Regions from separate parts of the Mus musculus genome. Here region 2 is linked to region 1. Evidence: chromatin contacts called from public ChIA-PET data. All regions are on one chromosome and are shown on one strand. Each heading gives the region's core, a stretch centred on a gene start, on an enhancer-like site or on the middle of the called end of the contact. The rest is flanking DNA. Distances are from core to core; before and after follow the strand shown. Region 1 has its middle 27 kb from the start of Bcorl1. Region 2 overlaps Elf4 (E74-like factor 4 (ets domain transcription factor)).

Evidence for each region. ChIA-PET counts read pairs in DNA pulled down with a chosen protein or histone mark.
Region 2: a contact with region 1 is called in an RNA polymerase II ChIA-PET map of memory CD8 T cells, with 122 read pairs. The contact joins two enhancer-like sites. A contact is called at or near these places in 5 of 39 promoter capture datasets (the HPC-7 cell line, cranial neural crest, embryonic stem cells and 1 more) and 2 of 115 datasets of contacts at active chromatin or transcription factors (embryonic stem cells and memory CD8 T cells).

What each region holds. Positions count from the first base shown.
Region 1 is chrX:48,313,410-48,316,258 of GRCm38.p6, forward strand. No RefSeq gene overlaps it. Among named protein-coding and RNA genes, the nearest start is that of Bcorl1, 27 kb to the right of the region's middle. Within about 2 kb of position 1,357, at least 256 of the 459 cell types and tissues checked have an H3K27ac peak or open chromatin away from gene starts, as enhancers often do. A contact at or near this core is called in the HPC-7 cell line and memory CD8 T cells, where this site is marked.
Region 2 is chrX:48,423,342-48,426,190 of GRCm38.p6, forward strand. Elf4 (E74-like factor 4 (ets domain transcription factor)) reads right to left here. Exons shown (of 9, transcript NM_001381876.1): 2 at 737-1,013. The coding sequence starts at 808. Among named protein-coding and RNA genes, the nearest start is that of Elf4, 30 kb to the right of the region's middle. Within about 2 kb of position 1,485, at least 157 of the 459 cell types and tissues checked have an H3K27ac peak or open chromatin away from gene starts, as enhancers often do. A contact at or near this core is called in the HPC-7 cell line and memory CD8 T cells, where this site is marked.

The DNA of each region.
Region 1 (2,849 bases), core at 107-2,606:
AATCCCAGCACTTGGGAGGCAGAGGCAGGCGGATTTCTGAGTTCGAGGCCAGCCTGGTCTACAAAGTTGAGTTCCAGGACAGCCAGGGCTATACAGAGAAACCCTATCTCGAAAAACAAAAACAAAACAAAAAAATCATCTCCATCACTTGAATACTTATGACCTAGCACAGGTGACAGAAACAATAAAACATGCTACCAAAACTATGGCAACGAGAATTAATAAAGAATCATTCAGCCATTTGAAGTGGCGAGCTAGAGGGACTTGGGGGAGAATATGGCTGCTTAATCTGACCCCGAAGCACAAACCCCATTCTAATCTCTATTACCATCTCCCTGCGTGAGCTCAGCAAATGATTAAGCCATCTGGGTGGCCTCAGTTTCTCCACCTTCAAAATGGGAGCCATAAACTGAGCGAAGCTGCTTGTGTTTTTGAAATGCTGAAGGAGCTCAATCAAGTTCAAAGCCAGTGTGGGCTCCGTGGTGAAGTCCAGACCAGTCTGAGGTACCTAGCAAGACTCCGCCTCAATAAGTAAATAATTAAATAGAAAAATAAAACAATCAGGGGCGGTAATCTGTGAAGTCAGGCCCCTGCGTGTCTGTGTCTTGTGTAGCCTACCTCTCATTTTGTTTGGACCCCACATTCAACATGGACCCCTGCAGCGAGCTGAGGGAGAGTATAACAACGATTTCCTCGCGATCCCAAGTAAACACGGTGAAGAGCCGAAGACTAAGGAAAATTGAGATTGAGAGGCTGAGGGAAGTTACAAGGGAGATTCAGTTGTGCGCAGGATGTGCGTGGCCCCAAAGGAAGAGGAGAGGAGAGTTCAGAGTTTAACTTCTCTTCTGACTTAACTAACCACCTTTATGTATCAAATAATCCTTCCAAAACCTTTCCTCTCCTCCACCTTTGAAGCAAGTCCTCTACCCAACCCCAGCAATCTATCTTGAGGACCAGGGAACTGAGCTGCCCTTTCCGACCTCTTCCTCTCATTGATTGGCATCACCTTCATTTCTCTAAGGAGTCCAGCGGAGCATCTGCCTGCACTTTTTTTGTTGTTGTTGTTAAAATTCCAATCCCACTTTAGGGGAGACGATTGCCAGCTGCATTCCGTTTTGTCTTCGCTGAACAAGGACAGAGTTCCTTTTACTGGCCCTAAACTGCTCCCTGTAGAGCTTCAGCGGGGCTAGAGAGCTCCGGTCCTGGACTGGGCCAAGCAGGCTGCGCTGCCACTCCAGGATTTCCTGCACTTGGAGAGGCGAGGTCGGCTCGAACTTCGGCCTGTGGAGAAGGCAACTCCGCATCTCTTTAAGATGCAGAAACTCCCAGCCCACGCCCACACCCACGCCCCTCGGGCCACCCCCGCCCGCCTTAGGCTCCTCCCACAGCCCTCGGTGTCAAGGGCCTCCCAGCCACCTGCCCGATGCACATCCCGCGAGCAAAGCACGACCGCGGGAGAAGGAAGCGGAGATCGTGCCCACACCAGCCGGGCGCTGACTACTGCCAGCAGCTCGCTTTCCCCGGTCGTCTGCCCTTACCCAGCATGCACTTCCAGGCCCTGAGCTATCTTGGAGCCGCAGCCCTTGGGGTCAGAGCGGCCAGAAGAAACAGGAAGTTTGGGACGGTCTTAGTCCTGGGGCAGGGAGTCCGAAAAGGCAGGCCCTTCGCTCCGCGCTGCCCACCCTCCCCACCGCCCATCGCCGGCCCTCTCCATCTGGCACTTCCCTGGGGTCCGTTTCGGGGGCTGGCCTGAACTCGAAAAAAATCCAGATGTGTTAGGGGGGTCATTCAAGGCACAATCCCAGGCTTCTCTTCGCAGTAGCATCTTTAGGTATAAAGATCGAGGGTGTACAGGAAGGGAGAGAATGCCCTGGTCCTGATGAAGTGGTAGTCCCAAGGGTAAGGAAGGAGAGAGGCGATAGATTTGGGTAAGGGTAGTGACTAGAGATTCATTTCCCACGGACCGTCTCTTGGATAAGGCAATGGTTAGAACCCAGTGCAGAATCCAGAGATCATTGCTTCCGCCCTCCATCCAGCTAGTTAGCTTCTCTCCATATTAACTTTAGAGACGTTCCAGCCCATCAGGGACCATCTCACAAGTCAGCACTGCCATTCACTAGAAGCACTTGGCAAAATAGAAGTGACCCCTAATGCAGCCCTATTCTTAGTGCAGAGAACACAAAGCACATGCCCATTGAAGGTGATCTCCATCCACAGCATTTGGACAGGCAGAGAGGACTGGATTCTCTGTCCCGGGGGTCTCTCTCTCACTCCCCACTCCTAAGTCCCTACTAGCTAAACCAATGACACCACCAACTTCAATCCTCACGTTGTCGTCTCCCCACCCCCACCCCCAACTGAGAGAGGTTTGGGTAGCAGTTGCTCCCAGTGAGCTGTTTTGATCCCAGCATGCCATTTGGCCAATCCTCTTCTGGTTGTGCAGACAGGCCCTCTGTGCCTCTGCTTGGAAACACTGGTTCTCTTCCCACAACCTCACTCTTCAATCCAAAACCCGCTTCCTTGCTCACTAGACATGCCCAAGTTCTCCTGGATGATTTCCTGAATCTTCCTAGCTTTGTCTCGAGGAGGGGGCCAGGGCGTGACAAAGGTGCAAGTCTTAAATGGCTTGAAAGTAAGACTGTGACGGTAATAATTCAAGGGTTTTAGAACGGTTGTAAAGTGAGAGTATTACTGGCATAGTTTCTGCCTCGGACACCCCCAGGCAGAATTAATTGGTCCTTTTTCTGTGCTCTCCTAATGCAGTCTTAATCTTTATGCCTCTATTATCACATTGTATTGTAATTATTTGTTTATGTGTTTGTCTGCCCCGTCGAAGGTGAGCCCCTGGA
Region 2 (2,849 bases), core at 235-2,734, 110 kb after region 1:
AAAACCCAACAGTTTTAATTTCTACTCTCCCTTCCGTACTTCCACACTTGCCTGCCTCATCTTTCTCCTTTCTTTCTGAAGGAGCAGAGTGGAAGCTGTGGAACACTTACCAGCACAGAAAAGGCATCCTCCTGGCTTCAGTGCAACACAAGTGATAAAGCAAACATGACCAGGGTACCAAGATCTGATCCTACCGTAGTTTCCAACATCCTCCTGCCCAAAGACCCCATTCCTGGCATGTCCTGAATCCTTAGGCCGAGAAGACATTTATGAGCGAGCCCATCGACTGGTTTGGAGCCCTGAGTGTGAAGATGCTAAGACTCCAATGCTGTGCTTTAAATGCAGCTGGCAGTGCCCTCTTTGCTATGGAGTTGTCCCAGCAGTTTGCTCACTGTGACACTGGGGCTAAAGGGAAGTAGCAGACATCCTACATGATGTTCAGTTGTATGCAACTGTCTGTGTAGTTCCATTTGCCAGTTGACTCACAGCCCAGCTGGTTTGCTTAATAACTGCTTGGCTAGCCTAGTGACTACATGTATTATAATGGCATGTAGCCAACCAGCTCCCTGAGTGACCATCCAGTGACTCCTAGGGAGTAGCTGGTGCCTGATGGGTATTTGCTGACTAGTTATCTGTCAAGTTCCCCCACCCCTTGGACTCACAGGCTGGCTGTTCACGGCTATGTCTCCCTAATTGCCCATACTGACTGACTGTTTTACTCCCAGAGACCATATACCTGGTGGATATCATCCATCCCGTTGCTTGCAAACTCGAAGACCAGATCACTGGGCTGCAGAGCAATAGCCATACTGGCTTCTGCCAGAGCTGACAATGAGACTCCCCCGGCTCCCTGGAGCTGCGGTGGTTTGTTGTCGAACAGAAGTTATTCAGGTATGTTAGGATCAATCTAGTGCCTTCTCTGAGCCTCTGGGGAGGATAACCAGAGTTGGAGTGGGTGTGGACTATGCCAGGCTCAAGATTGCATGCTGGGCTATGCCAACCACAAGAGCAACCTACAGAGAAGGGAGAGATGGAAACAGTAAGCCAATTTCCCTGAGCTCCGTGCCCTAATCAGCTAGTGAAGCCAAGAGGCTCTGCTGTGCCTAGACAGACTTCCAGCAGAGACAGAGTAGGAAGGGACCAGGCCTGACGCGGGGCACTAGGAGGAAAAATCTGTAACTAACTATCCTGGCTTGAGAAAGACTCATGTACGTGTGGCTTAGAGGGGACACAGGGTGTTCATGGGCTCAGTTTACCTTAGAAGTGAGGACCAGCTGACTCAAGGAACAGTCTACAGAGGAAGAAATGTCTCACTTGGGGTTGCGGGGAGGGGTGTCTGGGCTGGTAGGTCACATGCCTTGCATGCTTGTTAGCAACCCTACCCCCATTGCCCACCACAGGGTGGCCTCTGCACTGTGCTGCCTGTGGGTTTGTGTTCTCGGCTGAGCTTTGCTTTCAGTTTCAGGACTGAGCTATCACCCTGGGAACTTGTGAGGAGAGCCCTGGCTGGGGGAGGGGCCAGCAGAACCTTCCTCATCTTCTATGGCTGGCTCATCCCCCATATTCCAGGAAGTCTCTGTCTGCTGAAACCCACACGAGTCTTTCCCCAGTGCCTCCCAAGCTAGCCAGGCACTGCAGCTGCCTGTAGTTTCCCCGGGATCTACTCCTCAATTACCAGAGCCCCAGGCTGCTTCTAGCAAGATCACCTGGGGCCAACTCCCAAAGCTCTGGTTTCCAGACTCCTTCTGACCGACTTCTCTGCTCTTTCCACCTGGACCCTACTGGCCTTTGCACCTGTCCAGGTACCTGGTCTTTTGCCCTTCAGGTTCCTGAACTCGTGATGTGTTTTCAATGTGTGCAATAACGACAAGCAGGCTGACTCAACCACCAGAGACAGGCTAGAACCCAGGCTACCCACTAGAGCACACATCGAAACGCCTTGACATTCCATCTGTAGTGCCAGGATGGCAAACTCTTATCCTGGCTGGGAAATAAACGAGGAACTCCGGGTGAGACTTAAAGAGGGGTAAAAGAAGGGTGCCACAAGTGACCTCTCTGATGACCGCTCTCCTCCACTGGAGGAGACACCCAAGCCTCTCCCACTTCCTTTCCGTTAGCCCACAGGGTTAGCCCCGCCCAGTCTCCACCCCCACACCTTTCCACCTACTCCATCAAACAGCCTGGAGAAGTTGCTAGGCTGTTTTATCCACCAGAGTTGAATTTCCCTTTAGATGGAAGAGAGAACGCGGTTAGGTCTATCACTTGTGGAACTACAGGGGCTGGGGAGTGAGGAGCAGTAGGGCTAACAGCCTTATTCTGGCTCCATCCTTTCATCTTGCCTCACCCAACCCTGCATGTGACCTTATCCCTCATGGCCTGCAAAATCTTGCAGGACCACTTGCATCTGGCTCCCCTAGCCTAAGTGCCCTTAAGGCAAGCATTCCATAGTTCCTGCTCTCCCACCAGCCAGGGTGTCTGCCCTTGGGGAACATTCTCATAGTAGTCATATGAAAGGTGATCACTTTCATCTAAACCCACCAGGTCCAAGAGTCTGCATCTGCTCCTGCCCCAGGTCATTCACTGGGGCCCTTCCGTTCAAGGTATCTTTGTCTTCTTGCTTTCTCTTCCTAAGCCAGTGTTTCATTTTCAAAAGTTCTGCTGGTACTATTTGCTTAGGAAACCTCTATGCATTGTCCTGACCTCCCAAGTCAGACACTGGCTTCCTTGACCGTAGGGATAACTGTGGATCATTGATAAGACATCGACACCTTGCCTTGTGTTTGGTTTATGAAATAAATGCAAAAAGGGGGGGGGGAGCAGCAATCGGCATGGTGATTCAAGCCTGCAAT